Linked DNA regions of Capsicum annuum: region 2 is linked to region 1. A link is a contact called in public Hi-C data. All regions are on one chromosome and are shown on one strand. Each heading gives the region's core, a stretch centred on a gene start, on an enhancer-like site or on the middle of the called end of the contact. The rest is flanking DNA. Distances are from core to core; before and after follow the strand shown.

What was found. A called contact is a pair of places that touch in the nucleus more often than the background predicts.
Region 2: a Hi-C map of leaf shows a contact between it and region 1, with 1.9 times the contacts expected there. The contact joins two enhancer-like sites. A contact is called at or near these places in 4 of 5 Hi-C or Micro-C datasets (leaf, pericarp and placenta).

The regions. Positions count from the first base shown.
Region 1 is chr1:519,639-524,559 of UCD10Xv1.1, forward strand. No RefSeq gene overlaps it. Among protein-coding and RNA genes, the nearest start is that of LOC107852008, 5.2 kb to the left of the region's middle. Within about 2 kb of position 1,998, at least 1 of the 5 cell types and tissues checked has an H3K27ac peak or open chromatin away from gene starts, as enhancers often do. A contact at or near this core is called in leaf, where this site is marked.
Region 2 is chr1:555,086-560,006 of UCD10Xv1.1, forward strand. No RefSeq gene overlaps it. Among protein-coding and RNA genes, the nearest start is that of LOC107852018, 19 kb to the right of the region's middle. Within about 2 kb of position 2,381, at least 3 of the 5 cell types and tissues checked have an H3K27ac peak or open chromatin away from gene starts, as enhancers often do. A contact at or near this core is called in leaf, where this site is marked.

The sequences.
Region 1 (4,921 bases), core at 748-3,247:
ACCAAGTCTGGATACCATAAGGGTCACAAAAAGTAGCACGAACTAGAGCTAGAGCAATCGTAGTAAACTTGCCTGGGTCCTTTAAGTACTCTGCATTCTTGTAATATTTTCAAAGGAGTATTTGGTCTTTGTGAAAATTCCTAGACTAGTTGTGTAGGGATAGATGAACACATGAGAAACAACATCAATAATAAGATATGTAAGAGCCATTGATAGACCAAAAACATGTGTCAATTCAGCTGCAAACTTAGCGACTAAGTCCATTTTTGAGTGTTCAAGAACCACAGAGCTAAGAGCCAAACTATTTGTTGCAAGAAGGATACCGAACTAGATGTTCTTGGAAATTACTTCATACAAATTGTTATGTTCCGCTCAATTCTCAGATATTTCAAAGAACATCAAACTGTACTTCTTAACTACATCAGATAGAGGACCATTTGATTTGTGAATGTCAAACATGACCATCTCAGGTAACAAGAACACTAGATCACTGGATTTGGCCATTTTATCAAAATTTACAAATGCATCAGTGCCTACTTCTCCCATCACAAGGCCACCAAGTTGCTCACGCCACAGTATAGAAATTAAATAATATGTAGCAGGAATACTAGAGTGTGTATGCATGGCCAGGTCGATATCATCAGTTATACGGATATTGAGTATACCAGGATCAAAGGTATGAATAAAAAACTTGATAAAAATAATAAAAGCTGCTAAGGAATAAGAAAAAGGTTGCACCTCGAGCCAAGTCCTTTCAACAACCAACACAAAATCAGCTTCCAATGGCGTATATTCATTGCAAAATTCCTGTATCTTAGTGATTTGTAGCACAATGTTTGATTTAATTTCTTGCACAACCATCTCAACACGTAGCACTGTAGCTTTTATAGTCTTACTATCCACACAATAGGCCACAATATATGCTCCATAAGTCACCCAGATAGAATACAGAGTTACTATAGATGCTAACATTGGAAGTAATATGTCAAGATGTTTCCTCCACTTTTTCACTAAGTCGGGCTCTGTATACCTCTCCCAGTACTTGAGATCTGTTGAGCTAATGCTTGACAAGAATTCGTTGTTAGGTACATACACCACCCATGAGTCATAATCATAGTCAGACGACCCTTCAATCTTACCAACAAGCAAAAAAATTCCTTCAACTTGTTCTTGTTGAGGCGAAAGTGACATTGAGCCCTTGAGAGAATCAATCCATTCAAGTATTCGTGTAGGATGATAAATCACTAAATCCAGATTAATTTGCCTTGTAAAATTTCCATTCTTACACCCAAAGTTGAAAGGCAACAGAAGAGGCAAGCCTGGTTCTACTCGTTCGGATGAAGAGAGCTCAATCAATAAGGATAAAATTGTTGCACGTGCCATACTATAAGACAATGGACAGATGTAAGATCTGGAATTTCCACTAAAATTATTAGCAGTCTCTAATATGTACCTCTCCACACTAATATTCCTCTTGCAATTGGCCTCAACATGCATGAATTGATCAATTGCGTAGCTCTCCACACTAGAAATAGCAGCCCGAGCAAAAGGATACAAAAATAAGTTCTCTATAGATATACCCAGTAGCTTGTGGGAATTACAAAAGCTTGTAAGATTATCACTGCATTCAATTAACACTTCAACCACACCTATATATTAAGAGTCATACAACATTGAAAAACATCTACTTCTCTCAGCAATTTTATCGAACAATTTAGGCGCATTTGATGAGAAACTTAAAGCATTAATCAAAAGAGGAGCACATCCTAAGAGCTTAATTTGGTTGTATTGGCGCATGTCAAATGAATCACGTAACTGCCAGTATCCACCCACTTGTAGTCGTTAATGCTCAAAACAGGTGGAAGCGAGCCAATAGGTGCACTAGGACTAGGAAATTCTGCAGAAATATCCCTCATCTGTAATCTATTGAACACCTTGCAGTCAAACTCTAGTTGTCCCTTGACGGAGAAGGAGAGAGGTAAGAATTTGAGCTCGGTGGCATCAATAGAAGCACCGGACAGCACGTCGGAGAAAATGTATTGCGGTGTTGTATCTCCAACACCAAGAACAGGGAGCTCTGAATCCAAATGGGATTTTGCCATATCAGCCACCTCGGTGTTACTATCAACGTAAGCTGACTCTGATACAGAAGTGATATTTATAACATCTGAATTCTCTACATTATCAATGGAAGTGGAGTCCAATTGTATATCTTCCTGCAACACTAATCGCACATGGCAAATAGAAGAAAGCATACGTTTTTTACATTCTTGTGACTGTACCACTATATCCTGCACAATATTGAGGGAAATGTATATCTTCTCCAACATTGCAGGTGGATAAGTGGGGCTCGGTGATGAAGGTGCAGTAAGAAATTGCTTGTTGTATGGGGCTGATGGAGTTTGAAAGGAAGATGATACCCATTTGATAGAGGAGGGACAGTGAAAGCACCATTGTAATGATCGGGAGTCATATTGATAAGGAGAACTATAGTCATATACATTGAAATAAGAATTCATCGTAGAAACAAAAGGAAAATAAAAAAGGGAGATTCGAGAATGCTAAAACTTTAGATAAGAAAATAAAAGACAACTTCATAACATGAGCCCAAATAGATTATATTCCTCTAATATATATAGACATCTTCCCTGAGTCCCAAATGTAATTTGACATCTTTGCAAATAGGATCTCCATCTTGGTTAAATTCATAACATGACCACATCAAATTTCTCTATATCAACCTTACTTGTTCTGATTATAAACTTTTATACTGATTGTTTGTTATATACCTATAACTTCATTTGACATTCTTTACTTGGTTATTATACAGTAAAATAATTCAAAAGGATCAAATTTTATTTTATTTTTCCATGTTATAAAACATATTAAATGGAAAATTTCAAAAGATATTCATCTTTCACTAATTAAAAGTTAAAATCTATACATCATTATAGTGGGTGATTATTATAGAGAGATCTGCAATACCACAAATCCGATATACATCATTATAGTGGGTGATTATTATAGAGAGATCTGCAATACCACAAATCCGATTTGATTAGGTTGCGTGCTTTTCATTCCGATTATTACAGAGTTATTTCTCTCTTCCTTAGCTTGGTTTTGGAAAGAGATCATTAATTTCAAAATAACAATCAATTTAAATGAGATCTCTGCGTACTTATGTCAACTAGCTAGAGATGTACAATTTTCAATTATCAAAGAAAAAAAGAACTTGTTGAATTGAAGAAGTAGACGAACTTTGAATATGATACACAACGTTAAACCTTAAGTCTTCAGTATCACATGGGCTTGTTCACTATGTTTTAATGTGAGTCACGCAACCATTGATTATTTATCCCGCCTTTAATCATAGCGAAATATTTTAGTCATAGACGAATTTAAAATTTTAATTCAATCGTTCATCATTTTGAACATACGAATTTTTAGATTTTCAATACATACATTATATAACGAGGTCGACTCACTTGTAAAATTATAATTTTAAAGTTTAATATTTATTGAAGTTTTAAATATTTTTCTTATTGGTTTTGCTTAGGGACGTGTGATGACGTTTAGTAGGAATTTGTCACCTACAAATGATGTCCCCCGCTGTCTACATCAAATATTTCATTATTAGCATATCAAAGTTATGGTTCAAAATTAATTAATTTAAATTAATACAGAACCAAATCCCGGACATATTGTGAGGTGCATAATAAGGAATGAAATTTTTGCCTAATTTACCTCAATAATTCATTGTGAGATAGAACATTATTCATGACCACATAAAGATGGAATAAGTAATTATAATATTTACCTCTATTTTCACTTATGTGAAACTCATCAATACTACTTACTACTTTTTTCAGCAGAATCAGTTAAAATATGAAAAATTTAAAATATGGCCCAATATCTTATAATGAATTTGAATGAGTCTAATTCTCGTAACATGATCATAATTCATAGGCACAATTAAGCCTATAAACCAACTCATATAATGTAATAGTTGTTCAATATACCACATATGGAGAAAGAATCAAAGAAAAATAGTTTTTTTTTTTTGTGGAGTTCACAAACAATAGTTATTTAGAAATTAAAAAAAAAAAGAAAAAAAAAGAAATTGACATTCTAATGTAATGATACACACTATACCAAGTTTTGAGATTCTTATATGAGCTATTGTATTATAACTGGATATAGAGCATAAAAAGTACTAATAAAATAAAAAGGATAAAGAGAAAAGAATTGAATCTCACTCATTCATTTTCAGATGTGATTTTCACAACAATGATTTGTTTAATAGACATTTATATTATTTTCGATCAAAATGAGTGGTGTCTAAAGTCATCAAAAGCAAATTGATCAAAAAATTTGAGATCGTGAGAATGAAACAATAAAATCCTGATGCTCCACCGCCCATTCGTTATATAAGTTGAACAGACTATAAAGGAGCTGAATCTAGCCATTCTAGCCTTACGATTGGAGCGGGGGACCAAACTATTAGATGTGAAGATGCTGTACAATATTGAACAGTAGTTGACTAGGTACTATAGTTTTAAAATAGTTTGATTAATTTAGTCTTTGAACAGTTGACTATTGAGATTGACCATTCCAATATACGTACAATAAAATTGCTTGTGACAATTTGTGAAAAAGTTGTTAAGGTCCAACATATGACCAAAAAATTAAAAAAAGAACAAGAATTTCTGAGGTCAGTTTCTACCGCATAAGCTTTTAGATCTGAAATATAATATAATGTTACCTTAGATGCAAATGAAATAGGTTCCATTTATATGTATGCGTGCATGGGGAGGTTCTCATGATTAATTATGACAAAAAAAAAATAGTTTTAGATCTAATTCCGAAAAGATATACATACTACTAAAAATAAATAAAGCTTGTTTCCATGTGTAGACAATAA
Region 2 (4,921 bases), core at 1,131-3,630, 36 kb after region 1:
AACTCAGATTAGATCTAGTCCGTTTTTCGACGAGTTACAGACAGAGGGAAGAAAAAAAGGTAGTCGGAGTGGCGCGGGGAAGGGGAGAAAGGGACGATGGGAAAGGGGAAGAGGACAACGAGAAAAGGGAGAGAGGGACGACGCCGGCACGGCTGGAAAGATGGCCATCCATGGTGATTGTCGGTTTATACGTTTTTCGGTGAGGAGTTGGCCAGAGCGGGGCGGTAGTCATGGGCTTTGCCGGTGATGTTGCTGGCTCGCTGATGTCGGGGAAGGAAAAGAGGGAACGGCGGGGTAGGGGTGACGAAAAAAGGGAAATCGGAGCGACACAGGGCTGGTTTGAGATTTTCCTGCGAAATCACATCGTCGGAACAGTGATCAGCAACGGGATAGATTTTTCTGGCAAAGTTTGCCTTCGTTTTGGGATTTACTCGCCTGAAACTTCAGAAAATACCAATTTCTTTTCATCTCGTTCAACTATTGATTTTTATTCTCTAGAATGTGTATATGTGTGTGAAATGTGAAGCTATATATATATTTTTTAAACTGGGTATATTTAGTGTGTGCATGTAAATTGATGGAGAAGATGACGGAGTTGATGCAGTGTTGTTGTGCAAAACAGTATGTGTGAAAGTGTTATATTTTGACAGTGAATACATGCATGTATGTCAGGGTATTGCTATATTTATTTTCATAATTCAAAATGTTAAATAAATAATACTACATATCATCAATTACTAATATAAATTTGATTCACTAATAAAAATTTCATTGATGAGTAATTTAAATTTGAAGTAGAACCTGTTAATGTATTAAAGGAAAATTCAAATGTCGTCACTGAAAACTTTGACCGAAATCCCCACTTCAACCTTTCTTCTCTCTCTTTAATCTGATTTTTTTTTGTCTCTGATTTTTTGTAGTGTGTAATACAGTCTGATGTCTGTCTGGGTTTCTGATATATGATAATGTACGTTGAATTCTGAGGGTGAAGAATCCTTAAGTACTGGACTTGTTGGGGGGAAAAGTGTGGGAGGGAACAGTTACTTATATGATAGAGAAATTTTTAAATTTTGCAATATTTTTTTTCTTTTTTCTTTTTAAAATAGAAGACAATAATAATAAAATAATAATAATAATAACAATTATAATAACAACTAATTAATTTTATGTTTAATAAAAATACAAATAGTCAAAATAATATCAAAACTATTAATTTATTAAAATTAAGAAAACAAAAACATATATTTTATTTTATTATTATTTTTAATATCTCAAAATTAACTTTATTTAGTTATTTACTTCTTAACTAAAATTTATTAAAATAAAAAAATAAGAATTTAAATAATATTATATTAGATATAAATATAAATATCGAAAAATAAGTTAGAATCCGAGGAGGATCAAAAATCACGTGTCTACAGAGGGGGAAATCGAGCTGAATTTTTCATTTAGTGGGTGTTAGCCCACAGTTGAGGGGGTGGACTCGGGCGCCGAGAAATTTTTTTGGTAAAACTTCTTGGGCGGTCCCCTGACGGTCTATTAAATGGATCGGGTTACTTTGAAAGGGCTGGGGGAGCCATTTTTCAAGTCAAACAGACGAAACGACAGAAATTGTGATTTTTTGCGACTTTCGGTGGGTATTAACCCACGGTTTGGGGATGGGCTCAGGCTTGGGCTCCGAAAACTATTATGATCAAAACTTTTCGAATGGTCCCCTGCGGCCTATTAAATTGATGGGGTTGCTTTGACAGGGTCCGGGGAACCATTTTTCAAGTCAAACAGGTGAAACGGTAGATATTATGATTTTTATTTTTTGCGACTTTCAATGGGTGTTAGCCTACGGTTCAAGGGTTGGGCTCTGGCTCCAAGAAATTTTTTTAGCGAAACTTCTCGAGTAGTCCCTTGACGGCCTATTAAAGGGATCGGGTTGCTTCGATGAGGTCAGAAAGGCAATTTTTCAAGTCAAACAGGCGAAACGATAGGAATTGCAGTTTTTTTGTGACTTTTAGTGGGTGTTTAGCCCACTGTTCGGGGATGGACTCGGGCTCCGGGAAAATTTTTGGGCAAAATTTCTCGGCCGGTCCCTTAACGACCTATTAAATGGATCAGGTTGCTCTGGTGGGGTCGGGAAAATCATTTTTCAAGTCAAATGGGAGAACCAACAGAAATTGTGGGTTTTCCTACGATGACTTTCGATTGGTGTTAGCCCATGGTTTGAGGGGTGGACTCAAGCTTCGAAAAAATTTTTGGGTGAAACTTCTTTGGCGGTCCCTTGACGTTCTATTAAATGGATCGGGTTGCTTTGGCAGGATCGGGGGAGTCATTTTGCAAGTCAAACGGGTAAAACGACAGGAATTGAGGATTTTTTACAACTTTCGGCGGCTCGGGATTCGAAAAAAAATTGGGCAAAAATTCTCGGGCGGTTCCCTAACGGCCTATTAAATGGATCGGATTGCTTTGGAGGATCTGAAAAAATTTTGAGCGAAACTTCTCTGACGGACCCCTAATGACCTATTAAATGGATCAGGTTGATTTGGTGTGCCGGAGAAGCCATTTTGCAAGTGAAAATGTGAAGTACGCTCTTGGATTGGGCATTCTTTTGAGTGCTTCCAGCTCTTCAACTCTGAGTGTACATTGTGATGCTGATTGGGTTCTTGCATTTACACTAAAGGATCTATTATCTGGTTCAGTTTGGTACTTCTTCTTGAAAATTAATGAAGCAGGCTACTATTTCTAGGAGCTCAGTTGTAGCAGAAGTTGGTTGATTGATTTGTATCAAGAACTTAGACTGAAAGTGGAGTTGCCAGTTCCGTTATATTGTATGAAAGCAAGTTAGCTATGCAGATTGTTGCCAACCCTGTATTTCATGAACGCACTAAATACATTGACATTGATTATCATTTTATTCATGAGAAGATTTAAGGTGGTGTCATTTTCACTGCTTATTATTTACCTTCTGTTGATCAGACTGACGACGTATTTACCATACATCTTCATAGCTCCTAGCTTGGGCCTTGGGGGGAGGCCGGGTTTGAAAATACTCCCTCCGTTTCACAATAAGTGAATTGTTGGAGCAATTTTAGTGTTTCAAAATAAGTGAATGGTTCTCAATTCAAGGTATATGTTGAAATTTTTTTCCGAATTTACCCTCCATTAAATATACATTGGGAGTGATGTATCATGTGTCTTTGCTTTTTGAAGAGGGTAAAAATGAAAAAACATGATAAATTTATGTCTTTACTGTTTTTTTGTTAACAATTCACTTATTCCGATATACTTATCAATTGTAACAATATAGTTGCTATAGTAATTGTCACAATTAAACTTACTAACCAACTAGAGTAGTTAAATATTTGTTACTTGAGTTAGTTGGTAGTTAGAATTAATTAGTGGATTAGTCCTTGACAGTTATATGATGTATAAAAAAGGAGCAATAGACTAGTCATTGACAGTTGTATGATGTATAAACAGGAGGAGGTACAATGCATATCGTTAGTTTTCAAATATTTTTGTAATTCTCTTTGAGAAGTCAAGCTCGTATTCTTTCTTCTAAATAATTATATTGTCATTTTCTTCTTCTTCAATATCAGAAAATTGTTCCTCATTTGTGATCTTAACATCCAATTTTGGTAGTATTATTTATTTATTTTTAAATATAGAATGTCATATAAATCGTGACAGCATATACAGTTACAACGACAAACTTCGAGACCATGCATAAAAATGTTCCCTTTTCTCCATCTTCCCGAAATGGCTAGTTGTTGCTTATTGCTTAACCCTTGACTGTTGGCGCTCCGGTCTCCGGCCCATCCACTGCTTATCTTCCAGAATACTGCCGGAGTTTTGCCGGATATTAAATGAGTATAATTTAGATGTTGCATTAAAAAGAATGTTGTAATTAATTGCATGTATATCCCACAACTTCCACAAACTTTTTCTCGTCATGTAATTTTGTGTATCATTTTATTCTCTTATTGAATAACGATCATAACCAGTGGCAGAGCCAGGATTTTCATTGAGGGGGTTCAGAAGTAAACATACGGACTAGTCGAAGGAGGTTCAACATCTAATATATACATAAAAATATTTTTGACCGTGTAAAAATAGTATACTTTTCCGTCGAAAGGGGTTCGGATGAATCCCCTGATTACAAGGTGGATTCGCCACTGATCATAACAAATGTTTTGTAAAATTACTGTGAAGCTATCCCGCTAAAAATTAATCGATATGATCGAAGTCATTACTTGGTTGTTGTAAAGGCTACATTTTCTACATGGATCTTACTAAACTTATTTAGAAGAATAAAAAATGTTGTACAGTAATTAGTAATTAACTAATAGGTAGTGAATTTTTGTCTGGATTCCTGGCGAAAAATAAGGGGCTACTCTAGGGAGGGGAAAAAGCAAAGCACAGACATGAAGCTGACATATAACGTACGTACTACAAAACTTGGCAGTGATTTTTGAAAACAATGAGAGGAACTGATTATTAAATTACTCGTAGGACGTAGAAATATCATTGTGTAATTAAGTAGAGAGTCAGAAAATTCAGGGGGTAAAGTGAAAATCTATTCATATATATTAAGTACTATGAATTCATAGATGCTATGGGTGAATATTGATGTTGACTCTACTTGAATAGGAATTGCGTGATGAAAGAGAAGGGACTGACCAGTTATTAAAGGCAATAAATATATATATATATATTGTGAGGAAAAATTGATAACACAATGACAGAAGCCTTCACTATTTTCCAGGTTTGTCAGCCTTTCTATCGAGGGATATATTTCCCCCCTTTTAATTTAATTGTCTAGTTTTAGTTTGAACAGAAAATAAAGAAAATTTTTGAATCTTATAATATTAATCTAAAGACACATAAAATATACCAAAATATTTTAAATCGTCTAGTCTAAACATTTCAT